Linked DNA regions of Mus musculus: all the other regions are linked to region 2. Evidence: chromatin contacts called from public Hi-C data. All regions are on one chromosome and are shown on one strand. The core of a region is the stretch at or near the end of the contact, and the rest is flanking DNA. Distances in the headings are between cores, read along the strand shown.

Evidence for each region. Hi-C and Micro-C count contacts between places; a contact is called where the count stands out from the background.
Region 1: a Hi-C map of liver shows a contact between it and region 2, with 3 times the contacts expected there. The contact joins the enhancer-like site here to the promoter of Ces1d in region 2. A contact is called at or near these places in 3 of 39 promoter capture datasets (embryonic stem cells and liver), 3 of 484 Hi-C or Micro-C datasets (liver and nephron progenitors), 1 of 115 datasets of contacts at active chromatin or transcription factors (embryonic stem cells) and 3 of 9 other capture datasets (adipose tissue, liver and pancreatic islet).
Region 3: a Hi-C map of liver shows a contact between it and region 2, with 1.6 times the contacts expected there. The contact joins the enhancer-like site here to the promoter of Ces1d in region 2. A contact is called at or near these places in 3 of 39 promoter capture datasets (liver and macrophages), 6 of 484 Hi-C or Micro-C datasets (cranial neural crest, liver and palatal mesenchyme), 1 of 115 datasets of contacts at active chromatin or transcription factors (embryonic stem cells) and 2 of 9 other capture datasets (adipose tissue and pancreatic islet).

Annotation. Positions count from the first base shown.
Region 1 is chr8:93,250,689-93,253,388 of GRCm38.p6, reverse strand. No RefSeq gene overlaps it. Among named protein-coding and RNA genes, the nearest start is that of Ces1e, 22 kb to the right of the region's middle. Within about 2 kb of position 1,433, at least 4 of the 459 cell types and tissues checked have an H3K27ac peak or open chromatin away from gene starts, as enhancers often do. A contact at or near this core is called in liver, where this site is marked.
Region 2 is chr8:93,196,419-93,199,118 of GRCm38.p6, reverse strand. It overlaps Ces1d (carboxylesterase 1D), which reads left to right and starts at 1,315. Exons shown (of 14, transcript NM_053200.2): 1 at 1,315-1,451. The coding sequence starts at 1,400.
Region 3 is chr8:93,162,235-93,165,108 of GRCm38.p6, reverse strand. No RefSeq gene overlaps it. Among named protein-coding and RNA genes, the nearest start is that of Ces1c, 32 kb to the right of the region's middle. Within about 2 kb of position 1,413, at least 2 of the 459 cell types and tissues checked have an H3K27ac peak or open chromatin away from gene starts, as enhancers often do. A contact at or near this core is called in liver, where this site is marked.

The DNA.
Region 1 (2,700 bases), core at 184-2,683, 54 kb before region 2:
TAAAAGCAAAAGAGCAGGCATGAAGTTTGCCCTTAATTACTAAAAAAAGATGAACAAGGCTTTATCATGTGACTTTCCACAGTTATAGTGTTATTAGCTATTCTTGCTATAAAAATGCTCCCCAAATTACTATGAGGTTACTCCAGTGGTAAACTCATGATCTTGAAGTTAAAAAAAAAATCATGTGAAAATATGTGTAATTGGAGTCTATCTATGCATAACTTCCATAAAGCCTCCTTGATTTTCCTATTGTTCATTAAACATCAATAACAGGATCAGACTTACTGTACGCAGTTTGGAATTGGTTTATTGATGCAAAAGATTTGGAAGTTATACTCCCTTTTATACTTGGGTGTTTCATTGGCAATTTTTCTGGTAGAGAAATCTAGATTAGTCTTTTCCTTTCTGACCATGTATTTTGGATGAGATAGCTTGCTGCAAAGTGTTGGAGAATTAGGGATTAAGATCATGTCCAAAATGTGCTTTTGAGAGCAAACAGGGTTTACCGATAGTAGCCATGAGCTAATGTATGGATAGCCTCCTGCCTCCTGAAGGTGGTTCAAGGCCATTCATTCCAGTTTCACAGCAGCTAGAATGAGGACAGGGGTTAAGCTGCAGGGAGAGGAGGCAGAACTATCTGTTGAGCAAGAATGGAGCCAATGTTTACCCCATCACCTGATGACCAGTCTCTTGCACTCTGGATGACAAAGTCCAGAGTCAGGAGAAGAATATTGTAGAACCTTATTGGATTATTGATCCCATATCTATTTATCTTACTTATTTGCCCACTAAATAAAGACTTGTCCTCCAGCCTGTATTCTTCCTGACACACACCCAATAACCCAAGATTTTTATCTACTTCCCTTGGACTTTACCTAGTAATATTCACATGCCATTCACCCTTCCCAGAATGGCCCTGTGTTATGCTATCTCTAGACTTTTACACTTAAATCTTATTCTTCATGATTTCTGCTCCTTTTTCATCTCCTGTTATTACTCTTCCCTCAGCTGTAAGTCAGAGGTCCTCCTTGGTAATACCAACAAAAGACGTCATTCCTTCCAACTTCTGTATTCTTTCCATATCTCTCCTGGTTTATAACTTCCTTCTCAAAAGTCAATCAAGCATGCCCATGGTCCTTTCTTTACAACAGTGGTTCTCAATCTGTGGGTCTGAACCATTTCAGGAAGTCAAACAACCCTTTCACAAGATAGCATATCAGATATCCTGCATATCACATATCCTGCATATCAGATATTTGAATTATGATTCATAACAGTAACAAAAATATAGTTATGAAATAGCAATAAAATAATTTGATAGTTTGGGGTCCCCACAACATGAGGAACTGTATTAAACGGTCATAGCATTAGGAAGGTTGAGAAGCACTACTAGGTCAGCCCTCCTGAGACTGTACACTTCTCATCAATTGCTTCACCCAACATGTAGGTCAAAACCTCAGGATCTTAATGGATAAATATTTACAGAGGCTTCTGGGAAGGAGACAAAGGCCTTGTTTATTCCCAACATTATTTTTGTGACTATGTATAAAAATCTGAATACTTTTATATCTCCAATTCAAATTGGAGTTCACCCCTTCTCATCCCAGTTTGGAAGAACAGTTTTCCTTATCTTTATTTTACAGGAGAAGAAGCTGATGTCTAGAGAACTGAGATGACTTGTTCAAGGCCACATGCCTGGGAAGTGACAAAACCCACATGGAACTGAAAGACTCCGAGAGGAGCCCCTTCCTCAGGCCTCAGGACAATAGCGGACACCCAAGAACTCACGACAGACCGAGCTTGTTGCAAACCACATGAGGCTTTATTCGGGGAAAGACAGAGCTCTGGGGATGACTCATATCCCACGCAGGGGTAGAGGAGTCGACCTCGAGGGGAAAGAGTTCCCAGTTTTTATAGGCCCTCAGGGGGGAAAGGAGAAGGGGGAGATTAGGGGATTTCCAGATCTAAACAATGTCTATTCTCAAGAAATGGGTATGGGAGGGGTACAAGGAAAGAGTCTAATGAAGGTGCAGCAATGGGCACACACCTGGTCAGAACAATGGCAGACACACAGGTTTAAGGAGTGGCCAGAGCATTGTGCACCTCTATTTTTCTAAATCAATGAAGCTAGTTCTGCTAACACTGACGTCTATCTTGCCAATTTCAGGGCTTCTGTGTCCTTTTACATTCTGCCAGGATCTTTCAGAACCCAGGTCTGGACCTTCCCTTCACAAATGTCTTCATTTTATCTTGACCAGCAGGGTGTCTGTTCTTACCACACATGGTGACCACCATCCATGGCAAATCTCTGGACAAGTATGTTAGCTTAGAAGGGTTTGCACAGCCTGTGGCCATCTTCCTGGGAGTTTCTTTTGCCAAGCCCCCTCTTGGATCCCTAAGGTTTGCTCTACCACAGCCTGCAAAGCCCTGGAGCTTTGTAAAGAATGTCACCTTCTATCTCCCTATGTAAGTTGCAGGGATAGGCCTGGGTCTCTTTAGGTGGAGATTTGTAGTGTGCAGCAGCAGTAAAGAGACAAGGTAATCCTCTATTCAGCTGTACTTTATTCTAAAATTCTCAAGAATGCGATTAGACATTTGAGAATGGTCACAGCTTTCTGGAGTTCTTTACTGGGCATGTAAAAAGTGAGAACCTATAGTATGCCTGGTTTAGATTCTATTAGGAAATCTATTAGGAAATAA
Region 2 (2,700 bases), core at 66-2,565:
GCTGCCTGTGCCAGCTTATTCTAGTGATCAAGGTCTCTGAGGGGTTTCAAATGACTCCAGTCACAAAGTACCCTGCTGCTCATGGTGAGAAACTCAACTACAATTTGTGAGATTCTGTGCTCTCCTTCCACTGTGTGAATTTAAGTACATTCATTGATGAAATAGAGGGAAGAGGGAGAAGGTTGAAAAATTCCTTAAATGAAATGAAAATGGAGATACAACATACAGAACCCAGATAAAACAGAAGTACTTCGGGAGGAAATTCTATATCATGAGTAACTACAGTCTCATGTCTTTAAGAAGATATAATTATGCATCAAATGGACTTGAACCCTTCCAGAGCTGTAGAATGTCTATTATTTTATCAGCTCACTACTATTTTACGTCAACTATTTTTTTCCAAAATGGATCTGTCAAAGAGATTTGATCTTAAAGAAATTAAAGATTTCTAAAATCAAACAAATAACTTAGTAATGCATCCTGAGAACTTAAAAATAAATGATTAGATGAAAGAACCAAAATACACACCAGAGGAATGAAAAGAGGTACCCAAACATGAAAGTATGAAGAGGCTACACTGCTGGAATAGGCTAGGGTCAGCAATTGCATAGATGCACTGACCCACCTGCTGTTGTACACTCCCATGAAAAGGGAGGCCATGCGCTTTGGCAATGTTTGAAGAATCAGTGTGTACGTGTATGCATGGATGGTTAGAAGCAAGGATTGTTGCCAGCGGAGTTTGTTTCCTACATGAACATTATGTCCAAAGGTTCTTTCTCTGGTAAACTTCCTTGAACCTAAGTATGCACCGTGCCCAGCCAGGTCACTTGGCAGGAATACTACAAACTTAATTTAGGAATCCTCTAAAGGTTGGTAGAGTGTGAGTTCCCTTCCTAACTCGAGAGTATGGATTCTAAGACATGCAGGTCCAGGAAGGCTGTGAAATGTGTCCGTCCTCACATCCCAGCTGAGCAGAGCTTTGTAGAAGGACCCCAGAACAACACTTCCCACTACCTGCAGGCACCTGGCTGCTGCTGTCTGCTCTTGAGAGGTCAGGGTGCACTGAATTGAGGTGAGAGTGCTGCAGGGAGAGGTGCTTATGTAAGAAGCTGTTGGATGGGTTTCTGGCCACTTGTAATCTGAGTACTGGGCACTGACTGTTCAGATAAAAGTGGGTAAACTCCTAGTGGGCGTGGCTTGGAGGGCCCAACTGACACCCAGAGAGCTCTTTGGAAGGAAGAGTTTTTTTTTTTTTTTTTTTTTTTTTTTTTTTTAAGCTTAGATTACATAACTGAGCTGGTTGAGCAAGACTTAAGGAGGCGGGTCCCCTGGTCCACAACAGAAGCATTGCTAAAGCAGCAGATAGCTCAGAGACCCACAGAGCCCTTGTCCTTCCACAATGGGCCTCTACCCTCTGATATGGCTTTCTCTTGCTGCGTGCACAGCTTGGGGTAAGTTCTTCTGGGTTACAAATGTCTGTGTGTACATTTTCAGTCTTTGTTCTGGGCACAATGGGCAATGCTGTGGACAAAATAGTCCAGTCCCTTGGTGAGTTTTGCTTTCTGCACTTGAAGGGGTGCATCAAAGTCCGAAGAACTTGACTCCCACAGAGACAGAGAGGAGGATGGACACTGGGATACCCAGCTATAGGAGGCACAGGAGAGCTGAAGAAGGATCAGGCTGCTTCCCTGTGATTCTTTGTCAAGTTGCAAGCAGGTCAGAGAGAGAGAGGCTGAGCAGAACATGGAAAGCATAAACTCAGGAGCCAGCCTTATATCTGGCTCCTAATCAATAACTCCAACTTGATATCCTAAAGTTTGCAAAGCCTGGGTGATACAGTGACTAGGGAACCCCCACCTTTAAAGCAGAGATGACAGGAGTGCCTTTTTCACTGAGGACAAAAAGAGCGGTTGCTTCTGCTCTGGGTCCAGAGGGTAAGTTAGGTTAAAAGGTAGGCAAAAGGTTTGGCTGAAAACGTAATGGATTAATAAAAATTACAACGTGCTTAAATCAGACAATTGAGATGATGGTGTTACACTGAAGCTCCCACAAGGCAGGGACAGGTCACAGGGATGGTGTAAAAGAGGAAACAATGAGGTTAGTCAGGAGGCCAGGGCAGCGGAGAGACCGGGCAAGCAAGAGCCATTGTTGTAGTTTCACCTGAAAAGAAGAGAGGAGTGAGGTGGCATGGGGTGGAGGGGGCGGTTACATGGAGTTCTTTGGGAGGTTTGGGGGATATAGGACTTTGTTTGGGTTTTTTGATGACTAGATCTTAGAGATCAGGACAGGTGGGTGGCCCAGGCAGGAGACTTAGATAAGGTGGGGGATGGGACCCACATTAGTTACACCCTGGGGATTCCAGTTCCCCCAGCCTGTAATGTCACCCTGTTTTCACCTTTTTACAGTCAATGCTTGGTGCTTTGAAATCTTGCCTGCTCTCCTGGCAAGGCCTCTTTGAGAAATTATGTAAAGAGAATGAATGTGCCTGGGCACAGAGCAAATGTTCCGTATTGCACTCTGATATTACACAATTTTAAATACATAACTACATAATATTTGTGCCATTGCTGTATATCCACTTGACGCAGGAATATGACCCCAGATAATCTGTTTCTACCCACTTCACGGTGGACCATCACCGAGCTGACAAAGCCTACCCCAGGCGTTTCTCCTCAGGCTTCACCCTCCTTCACCTCTTAG
Region 3 (2,874 bases), core at 164-2,663, 34 kb after region 2:
AGTTTTCTAAGTGCTAAAGGCAATGTGTGGTCTAAATAAAAATACAAAATTAATTGAGAACCACAGACCCAAGAAGAGGCTTACACCCATTCCAGACTCCTCTGTAGATGTCCTCCAGGTGCTTATGAATAAGTCTGTGGACATGTTGCAATACTGGGATAAATTTTTCTCTAGGAATGCATAAAGCACACCACTACTCCATTTCCATAAGGGAACTATACTCTGCCCACATGGGGGAATCTTTAGATACCAGATGAAGGCTTATTGCAGCCAAAGGAAAAAGTTGTAAAGTTCTGTAACCCATTGCATGAATAGAACAAATAGTACTGGACCTAAGTCATCATTATTGCTGCTGAGAAACAGGGTCAGCGAAAAGACTTCATCTTACCCACCCAGGGTTCTAAGATTAAGACAGGACAATGACTACGTAACCCACTCCTCATTAGCATTGAGTCAGTAGATGTCCTGTATCAACTAACAGAAGTCAGCTAATGGGTGTGCCAGTGTGGGAGAACTCTCTGGAGTCAAGAAAGCAAGAAAAAGCAATTTCAAAGGTGTGAGGCAGAATTAAAGTGTGCTATTTTATTTCAAATTTTATGTAGCTTATATTGTAGTGTGAAGTTACAGTGTGATGGTTCAAAGATGGGTACTGAAAGCTCAAGCCAACCATAAACGATGTTTCAACCTTTGATCATTGTCTTTCTGCATCTGCCTTATTTAGCTTCATTTGTTGTTCTCCAGTTCCATTTATCTATCTTTTTGTAAACACAAAATTTTATTCTCAAAAATGAAGAACAGTCCATATATACAATGTGTATATATACCACATTTTCATTATCCACTCTCATGGGGCCAGTCCAAGTGAACAAGTGAGCAAATCATTAAGGGATAAATGATTTGCTCCTAGGGAAAGGAGAGCAGGGCAGGCTGTATGTCCTGAAAACAACTTAGAGCATCTAGAAGGCAGGGGAATACTAGAACAACATCATTTGTAATGCTGTCATTGATATCAAATCAGATTAAATATTAGTGGTTAGTCATGATATGGGTCTAAAATGACAAGTGAGGGGATCTTCACTGGACTCTTCTAGCTGAGTGGCTACAGCCCAGCATCTTGGTAGGATGGTGTCAGTAGGGCTCCAGAAGAAGAAACACCACCTGTGTATACATTATGGAACAGCCACCACCAGCAAGTCCAACATTGCCAAGACTGTTGCTCATGCTGACCCCTCTGTGGCCATGTCAAAAGGACTAGTCAAGGACTTTAACTGATGAGTGGACAACACGATTATCTGGCAGGAAGAAGAAAAGACTACATCCAAGGCAGTGGAGTCATCCAAGATCATCCTGGGAGGATCCAGTGTCCACATGGACTGCAAATCCCATGTGCATGGTAACCCATGGAAATACCATGCCCTTTGAGCAACACCAGCCATTGAAGGACAAGATCTTGAGATCTCTGCTCATGGGTGGACTGGGCTCAGTTTCAATGGATTGGTACAATTTTCAAACAAGAGATCAGCAACCTTTTCAAATGGACAGAGTTCAACAAATAGTGATTCATGAACTTTGAGGTACAAAAGGGCATGTTCAATAAATGCCCACTCACCACTCACCCCCCTTTTTTAAACATAAAATTCTAGGAAGGAGCTCTTGTTATTTGCCACATCCACTCTAGTAAAAGGTGTGTGGCTGGCCCAAAACCTTGGATGCGGTCCTGAATCAAAATGTTTCAGAGAAACTTAGTCTCCTGGAGCCGTGGCATCCTATAGCATGAATGCTCCACATTTGTCCCAGGTTGAGGGGCCAACTGAGTCCAGTCTGCAGCAGTTATTCCTTCTCACTCTGTGACTCCTATCAAATGATTGTCAAGGTACAATTACCATCCTGATGTCCATACAGATTTGTAGATTCTTTTATGAAAATTTGATTCATCTATGAATATATGAACCAGGGTAGGAATTCTTATAAGAAAAAAAAAATCACCCTGTGAAATTCACCATGCTGGCTCCACTTGGTTCAGTATTAATGATTGTGATGATGAACAATAAAATTATTACAGGTACATATAGCCTCTGATAATTGCCTTCAAGAATGGCTGGAGGATGCTATCGTTGTAGGATTTGGGGAATGGAGCCAGGTAGATGCTAGACAACCTAACCTAATTCTAATCAGGAAAACCAAGTCAGTGTTTTAATCCAGCAGACATGGTGAAAGATCATAACCAGGCATATTATACCAGCTCCTCAACATAGACTCAGTCATATCAAGTACAACCCCATGGAAGCAGAAATTCTACAGAAGGCCCAGAGAGATGCTTTTTCCAGAGGCAATCTCAACAAAGTAATCTTCCAGGTTAAAAAGAGGCTTCTGGACCCCTTTGGCCTGCTTAAAAAGGATGTCCAGAGATGTCTCTGGGCAGCTAGCATTTGCCTCTTTCACCCCCAATAAGGCTTCACAGGAGTTAGTAATGAGGAATGATAAGGTCAGTAACCATATGTTGACCAACCTAGATCCCCTTCATTTGGTTGTAGTGTTCAACAGTAAGCAACTGCAAACCCAGCAAATTTGGGATCTATTACTATGTCTATAGGATCTCTTACACCAGGAAGAGGTGTTCACATAAGTGACAATAACCAGGAATGATCCTTAGGGTAGGGTCAGTGCCCTGGTTAGTATAATATGTTCTGCCTGTTGGTAGTCCTGGGTAGGAGGAGCCATGACTCTACAGTTATGTTCTAGCTGACAATAGAGTGTGTCATGTATGGCTTCTTACATTTTGGTTGAGCTCTGTATAAACCATGTTGGGGCCAGGAAAAGGGGAGTCAGAAAGGTAAAGGAAGTGGTCTAATAGCTCAACAATCAAGAGAATTA